2 separate regions of the Macaca mulatta genome follow, and region 1 is linked to region 2. Evidence: chromatin contacts called from public Hi-C data. All regions are on one chromosome and are shown on one strand. The core of a region is the stretch at or near the end of the contact, and the rest is flanking DNA. Distances in the headings are between cores, read along the strand shown. Region 1 holds the start of FNIP1 (folliculin interacting protein 1). Region 2 holds the start of RAPGEF6 (Rap guanine nucleotide exchange factor 6).

Evidence for each region. Hi-C and Micro-C count contacts between places; a contact is called where the count stands out from the background.
Region 1: a Hi-C map of liver shows a contact between it and region 2, with 3 times the contacts expected there. The contact joins the promoter of FNIP1 here to the promoter of RAPGEF6 in region 2. A contact is called at or near these places in 5 of 14 Hi-C or Micro-C datasets (CD4 T cells, blood, cortical neurons and 2 more).

What each region holds. Positions count from the first base shown.
Region 1 is chr6:140,716,119-140,719,855 of T2T-MMU8v2.0, reverse strand. FNIP1 (folliculin interacting protein 1) reads left to right here and starts at 2,391. Exons shown (of 17, transcript XM_015140715.3): 1 at 2,391-2,578. The coding sequence starts at 2,487. It overlaps LOC114678901 (a long non-coding RNA gene), which reads right to left and starts at 2,965. Exons shown (of 2, transcript XR_013418508.1): 1 at 2,825-2,965.
Region 2 is chr6:140,548,417-140,552,379 of T2T-MMU8v2.0, reverse strand. RAPGEF6 (Rap guanine nucleotide exchange factor 6) reads left to right here and starts at 1,612. Exons shown (of 27, transcript XM_078005143.1): 1 at 1,612-1,873. LOC144341527 (a long non-coding RNA gene) reads left to right here. Exons shown (of 2, transcript XR_013418510.1): 2 at 248-527.

The DNA of each region.
Region 1 (3,737 bases), core at 1,142-3,641, 170 kb before region 2:
AAATGTTTTGTGAGAAAAATATACACAGCTTATTTTACTCTGTTAGAAATCTTTCAGCATTTGATGCCAGAGGATTATCTGAAATGTCTAGGTGAAATAGTACTGCTGTTTTGATCCTGTATTGCCCAGTAGCTTCTGGACCTTGGGTAATATACAGAGAAACTGAATTATTTTCAACCTAAGCACCTCAAATGTTACCTCCTCAGACTCTGCTGACACCCTCATTTCATTGCTTAGTTCTTACCAACTTCACAACAGTAGTCACTATCTGAAATAACTTTAAATACTGTCTCCTCACCTAGAAATCTAGCTCTTTTTTACTTTAGATCCCCACTGCCTAGAACGTAAATTATTGTGGAATGAATATGTCAGTATCTTAGTCATAAATAAATAGTGCTTTAAAAAAGTCTTGGAACATTGAAACTCAGTATTTTGGTTGCTGACAAATTCTGAAAGAGATATAAATTCTGCCTATTACATTTTCTTTTCTAAATATCTTCAGACCCTTATTTAGAGCATAAACTCTAGCTGCAAATCAGTGGGAGTTGGTAGCCACTTAAAGAAAATAAAATTTGATTTGTATACCTAATTAAATGAATTCTCAAAAAATATTTTTTTGTTTTTTGAGATAGGGCCCCCCTCTGTTGCCCAGGCTGAAGTGCAAGTGGCACTCACTGCAGCGTTGACTTCCCACACTCAAGATACCCTCCTACCTCAGCCACCCGAGTAGCTGGTACCACAGGTGTGCGCCGTGACCACACCTGTCTAATTTTTGTTTGGTATTTTTTTTGAGACAGTGTTTCACTCTTATTGCCCAGGTTGGAGTGCAATGGCACGATCTTGGCTCACTGCAACCTCCACCTACTGGGTTCAAGCAATTCTCCTGCCCCAGCCTCCCAAGTAGTTGGGATTGCAGGCATGCGCCACCATACTGGCTAATTTTTTGGAGATGGGGTTTCACCATGTTGGTCAGGCTGGTTGGGAACTCCTGACCTCAGGTGATCCACTCGCCATGGCCTCCCAAAGTGCTGGGATTACAGGCGTGAGCCACAGCGCCCGGCCACACCTGGCTAATTAAAAAAATTTTTTTTGTAGAGATGGGGTCTTACTGTTGACCAAGCTGGTCTGGAACTACTGAGCTCAAGCGATCTGCTTGCCTCTGCCTTGCAGTATTGGGATTACAGACGTGAGCTACCACGCCTGCCCAAAGTATTTTTATCCAGCCTTCCAACCATATACAAGTTATTTCCTAAATTTCTCTGAGGATTGCATCCCATTGTACAAGCTTCGTTATCCTGGAGGGGGAGTGAGTGAATGGATGGGGGTGCTGAAAATTTATAAGATTAGTTTGCTCCAAACTCTGGTATATTTTGGTTCCATGGGTTAAATAAGACTGTGAGGTCACATGTGAGCAACGTTTTTCTTTTTTTAGAAAGCGTTTCTTCCCTGTAACTTGGTTAAAATTCCACAGTTCCTCCCTTCTTCACACCTAACCATTAAGATAGATTAAAAATCTAAATAATTAGCGTAAAAGTTTAGATATCTGTACATACATGTCTTTAGGCTTCCTGACTTCGTTGGTTTCACCTGATTTTGTTGGTTACCAAGGAAACAGCCTAACTCCTGAGCCTCCAATCGCTAGCTCTTCCACGAGACTAATTCCTGATGTCAGGGTTTGAGGCACTAGTACAAACTCTGCCCGCAGTCCCTGCCCGAGGTCGTCTTTGCGGGGAGCCATGGCTGTGGCAGGGGTCCCGGCAGGTTCCTCCACCAGTCCCTGTGAGCCAGCCCCCGCGCTGTCCAGATCCCAGACCTCTCGCGGGCCGGAGCGGCCTTCTAAGGGCGGGCCTGGGGTCCTGGGCTCAAAGTCCAGCCTTGGCCGAGGCCCCACGGGTACGCTCGTGCGCCTTCCGTGCTCCAGGGGCCGCCAGACTCTCCCCGGCGCGGAATGGAGGTGTGAAGCCGCAGAAGCTAAGGAGGGGCTGACAAGGGAGAATAGGTTGCCCATGGTTCCCTACGCAACTCTGTGGGTGCGGGGAGTCGAAGGCTTCTGCACTCCAAGGCTCCTGGCATCGTCCCCGCGCCACCCTGGCGCAGCCTCTGATGGTAGCCGACAGCCTCACAGAGGAGGATCGAGACTGAGCCTACTCCCCCTACACATCCCTAGCCACCTTCCAGTCTTGTCCTCTCGGCACACGCCCCGCCCCGTGAGCTGCCACGTGACGGGAAACGCCAGTGCGCCTAATGGAGGTAGCTCCACCCCACGCCCCCGCCTTGCCCCTGCTCCGCGCGCCGCCACGTGATGCGGCCCACCTCCAGCCAATGAGCGCCGGCCTTGCCTCGCGCCCCGCCCCGCGCGCCGTGGCCGTTTGAAGTGACTAATTTCTGTCATATGACTGAGGCGCCCATGGGGGTGGCGGGGCGGCTCTAGGAGCAGGGGCCTACCAAGCGCCCAGCGGAGCGACCCCTGCCTGGCCGTGGGGAGCATGGCCCCTACGCTGTTCCAGAAGCTCTTCAGCAAGAAGACCGGGCTGGGCGCGCCCGGCCGCGACGCCCGGGATCCAGATTGCGGGTTCAGGTAGGGCGCTGTGGGGCGGGGGTCGCGGAGCCGATGGCCTTGTGGACTCTGGGCTCCAGGGGTGTTGGGGCCTTCGGTTTTCCGACCCAAGCGGAAGCGCCGCGCCGAGACCAGCATCTGGTCCTCGGTGGGGTGGAGCCGGCTGCTGGCTCGCGCTGAAGGGTTGGAGCGAGGTCCTACCTCTTCTCTTACCCCACCCGCCTCGCCGTTGCCCCTTCCCCCTTCTCCCGTCGGTTTGTTTACTACCTGACCCCAGCCACGCGCGACTCTGCTCCTCCGGATCTAGCACCGCGGCCTGAGACTTCGGGTCCACACGCCTTCCTGGCACCGAGTAGAGTTGGGCGCGGGCTGGATTGGACCTCAGCCGCCGTACTCCGGGCGGCGAAGTTCTCCCCTCCTCCCCGTGACCAGTTGTCCTCCGGGCGCTGCGTTCCAGCTCCGTTGGCGTTGTGGAGAGAGCGGCACGTTTGGCCAAGCTTCTGAGTTGAGAGAAGGCTGGAGGAGCAAGTAGGCAAGGTGCCGTTCTTTCAGGTTTCTTGGACGCTAAAATTGGAGGTGTGCGGTAACCGGACCGAGCGACCTTAATGTTATCGAAGGAGAAATGTGAAACTTGAGTTTAGAGTTACTACTGAAGCAAGACAACATTAAATGAAATCTGGCCTTGGAATTGGCCGTAGATTCTTCCTCTTTAGAACTGTTACTGAAAAGGAGTCTTAAAAATTGAAAATGTTAGCAGAGCATTTTGTGGTGGTACAGGCTTTGTTGATTTTTCGTTGTAGTACCTGTTGCTGGCAGAGTAGCTTTTCAGAATTGTAAGATTTGATATAAACCTGAATTCAAGGTGAAATTTAGTCGTTAAACCTGAGGAGATTATGTCCAAACAGCCTTTGTAAATATTGCAGTGTGGAAACTTGCAAATATAACTAGGCTAAATGTCAAATACCACACAAACTTGGTAGGATAGCAAAGAGCCCAGTTGTACAACAGTAGTAGAAACAACAAAAAAAGAGAGAATCTGTCAAATTTTGGAACAGGCAAAGTTGAAATGATTGTGCCACACTGGTTTAAGAAATTTTGCTATTCTTAAAATTATTCACTCTCTCTTGCTAATGCAGATCTCATCAGGAAACATTCAGTAAATGCATATGGAATTGAAGAC
Region 2 (3,963 bases), core at 363-2,862:
TGAAACAACAGGTCCTTTACTATATTCCCATTTAACATAGGAAAATTAAGATGTTAAATAACTTCAAGTCACTTAACTAGAAGAGGTCTAATATTAGAGACACAAATTCTAGGTCTATTTGCCCCTAAAGTTCAAGTTCGTGGTGATCATCCTTTATAGTTCCTTTTACCCTCTTTCAAAATATTGATGTGACTCTGAAAAATGATCCTTGAAGAACGGAAGGGATAACTTTTGTTTGTGATCCTAGGCAGACCTTTGAGACGTTATATTTGTACCAAAAATGATGAGGAAAACAGATCGTCTGCAACATCCTGTGATTTTTCCACGATTACTTTATTTCTACAATGGCTATGCCACACTTCCCTGGTAAGGTTTTTGCTCTATACCTGAAAAAGAGAAATGCTAATAGTATGTTGTAAACTCCCAGTTTGGGCAAGCCCCAGGACCAACAGAAAACAGCCCTTAAGTCATTGCGGGTCCCAGAAACGGTGTTGAACTCTCATTGCTTTCAAATATACTTTTAACTCTTATTATGTCATTAAAATTACTGTGAATCGGTCATTAGTTGGAAAGCATGTCATAATCATAAATCACCTTGTTTAGTGAACTATGCTAACTGCTGTGAGAAATACCAAGGTGTACCTAGATGTGGTTACAGCCATCAAGGAGCTTAAAATTCAGTGGAAAGGTGGTGTCGCCAAAGTTAGTTACCTACGAACTTACGAGAAAGGGTAAGGAGTATCCCAGAACGGTGGATTCTGAAATTGTCAGTGAGCTTATTGTTGAAACAGCCTCAGCAGCTCTCTGGCTGCTCCTAAGAGAGTTCTGTTTTTCTTACCAAGGGACCAGTGAAACAAAATTGGTTTTATTCGGTCTGTTGGGAAGCAGACTAGAATGTAAAAAGTATTGCAAAAGTTGCCACTCGAGTCCCAACACTAAACCCAGTTGCCTGAGGGAGGGTTGCCCCGGGCATTTAGTTACATGAACGCAGTCTAAATCCAGTTTTTTGACTCAAAGGTAATCGTGAGCTGGCCGCGGCACCGGCTGCCCATCCTGGCCATGAAAGTTTGCTTTCTCTGCCCTGGTCTCATGACGTCCGTTTCGAATAGATCAAGCACTTCTCTGTGGGCAGCTTTCACAAGAGATTTCGTTTTATTTAAAGAGAGATGGGGTGTGCGTGGACTTCCTTCTTTGCCGAATGGCGGCTTCTACTTCTGCATATTCAAAGTCGGCAGTAGAAGTTGCAGAGGGGAGCGCAAACCCGGACTTGGCCACGCCCTGGGCTTCCGGATTTGGGCACAACAGTTCTCTCCACTCAGAACGCCTCCCCACGGTTCTGCCCCAAACTGCTATTTTTGCTTAGGCCCTCAGCGCGTTTCCGGTCTCTCCAGCGGATGGAGAAGCCGGAACCTCAACGCCAAGGCCGATCCCGTGACGGATTTAGGTGAGGTCTCGCGAGGTGTCTTTAAATCTCACGACGACAGCAGGAAACCACTTACCCGCACCGCCCCAATTCTAACGTCACAGTGGAGTCACTCCCTTGGGCGTTCCTTAGCGTGCGCGTGCGTGCTGCGCATGCGCACTTACTCTCCCCCGCCCCCGCCAGGGCTTGTCTCCGGCCAGTCGCGCGTGGGTAGAGGCCCTAGGCGGGCGTTGCGAAGGGTTGTTTGCTTGAGTTTGGACCTTGTTACGGCGCGAAGTTCCCTCCTTGGGGCGGGGGAAAGGTACCGCACCCGCTACCTAGGGTGAATGAACTGTGGCGTGGGCTGCTAAGGGTAGGCTGCAGAGTACCCAGGCCGTGGCCATGAACTCACCCGTGGATCCTGGCGCTAGGCAGGCGTTGAGGAAGAAGCCGCCCGAGCGGACTCCAGAGGTGAGGCTGGTCGACCCTTATGTGCGTCCCACAGTCCAGTAGACAGCATCCCCCTGTCTGTCCGAAACCCGCGGCGACTGCCCTCTTGCCAGAGTCTCGCACCTGCTACTGGGAATCTGTTCTCTTGAGTCTCTGCCCTGACCCGGCCCTTGTCGCCAGCAGGGTGCCAACCGCCCTTCCTGCCCGTGATGCGGGTCTTAACCCGCGTACCCATCCCTTGCCGGGAACTTCTGAGTGTCGTTAAGAAAGCACCATTACTAAGTCGTATTTTCTGAGTTGAGTAATAACGAGTTTCGGAGTTAGATGCCCATTCGTTTAAGTAGACTATGAAAAACGAGATGAAAATTGTAAGGGAAGTATCTCAGCCATGTAATTTAGAAATAGTTTTTCTTTAAAGGTCCCTGAAATATTGTACGGTTGCCTAAAAAAAGAGAAAGTTTTCAAAATTAGTTTAAAGGTTTGCATCCAGTCAAATGGTAAATTCTGTAGTAGATGATGCATGTTTAAAGAACACCGCTGTAGGTACTTTTTCAGACTGTCACTGGGAAATTTTACAGTATTTTGTGCTTGGATCCAAAATTTGCTGTGTCGAGTTAACAGTTATGGTGTCAGCTCAGAAGATTTTCATTCGACCTGAAGGCTTGTTTTCTGGCATGTAACTAAAACCTGTTAGCTTTGCTTATCCCGGTAGAATGCTAAGGTTTTGGGGAAGGTTTTCCTTGATTTGGAGAAGTTTCTATGACAAGTGGGACATATTTTCTAAACAAAACACTAACAACAATGTGAGTGGATTGTTGGATTGTCTTGTTTAAAGTTGCAGTAAATGAAATGCTTTGGTTAATTCTTCCTAAGTCACTGTGGAGTTTTTCAGATATATAGTGTTTTGCATACTGAGTCTTAGTAACGTTGGGCTGACCTTTTGGGTCGTGACAATTATTCAGGCCATAACGGATGCCATGATAGGTCAAATTATGTTATTGAAGATCCTGATGTTTACATAGGAATAGCACAAATTCTACCACTTTCCAGAGTTCTCTTTTTGAGATATACATTTACAATTCGATGAGTTTTTGTTTCCTTATGCTGATTCTTGAAGTCAATGTGAGCTAATTGAAAGTATGAATTTGAGTAGGCAAGTTCTCTTACAGCTTTTATAGCCTTGGAAAGTATTATACAAGGCTTACGATGTGTAATGTAGGTTTTAATTTAATTTAATTTTTTATTTTTTATTTGAGACAGTCTCACGCTGTCACCCAGGCTGGCATGTAGTGGCGCGATCTTGGCTCACTACAACCTTTGCCTCCCTGGTTCCAGCGATTCTTCTGCCTCAGACTCCGGAATAGCTGGCATTACAGGCAGGCGCCACCACGCCTGGCTAATTTTTTGTATTTTTAGTAGAGACGGGGTTGCACTATGTTGCCCATGCTGGTCTCGAACTCCGATCTCAAGTTATCTGCCCGCGTTGGCCTCCCAAAGTGCTGAGATTACAAGTGTGAGCCACAGTTGCCCGGCTGCTTTTAATTTTAAACATTACTTGTGGTACTAAATTCACATTTTAATGGAAAAATCCTACTGCTCTTTAACAGCAGAATTATTTATTTTGAAATTGCCTATTTTATTTTATTTTTTTTGAGATGGAGTCTCCCTCTGTAGCCCAGGCTGTCTCAGCTCACTGCAACCTCCGCCTCCCGGGTCCCGGTTCAAGCAATTCTCCTGCCTCACCCTCCCTAGTAGCTGGGATTACGGGCACACGCCCCTATGCCTAGCTAATTTTTGTTTTTTTAGTAGAGACGGGATTTCACCATGTTGGCCAGGCTTGTCTTGAACTCCTGACATCATGATCCTCCCGCCTTGGCCTCCCAAAGTGCTGGGATTATAGGCGTGTGCCCTGCGCCTGGCTGAAATTGCCTATTTTTGAACCTTAGGAAATTTTCTAAACTGTTCATAAAGTTATGTTGGCCACTGTGTGCTGTGTTAAGTACTTTATTTTGTTTAACTGGAACAGCAGCATTGTTCAAGGGAATGCTAAACAGCTGCCCACAGTACGCAGAATGTAGCCCTGACATCTAGCAGCATAAGAGGTTAACTGA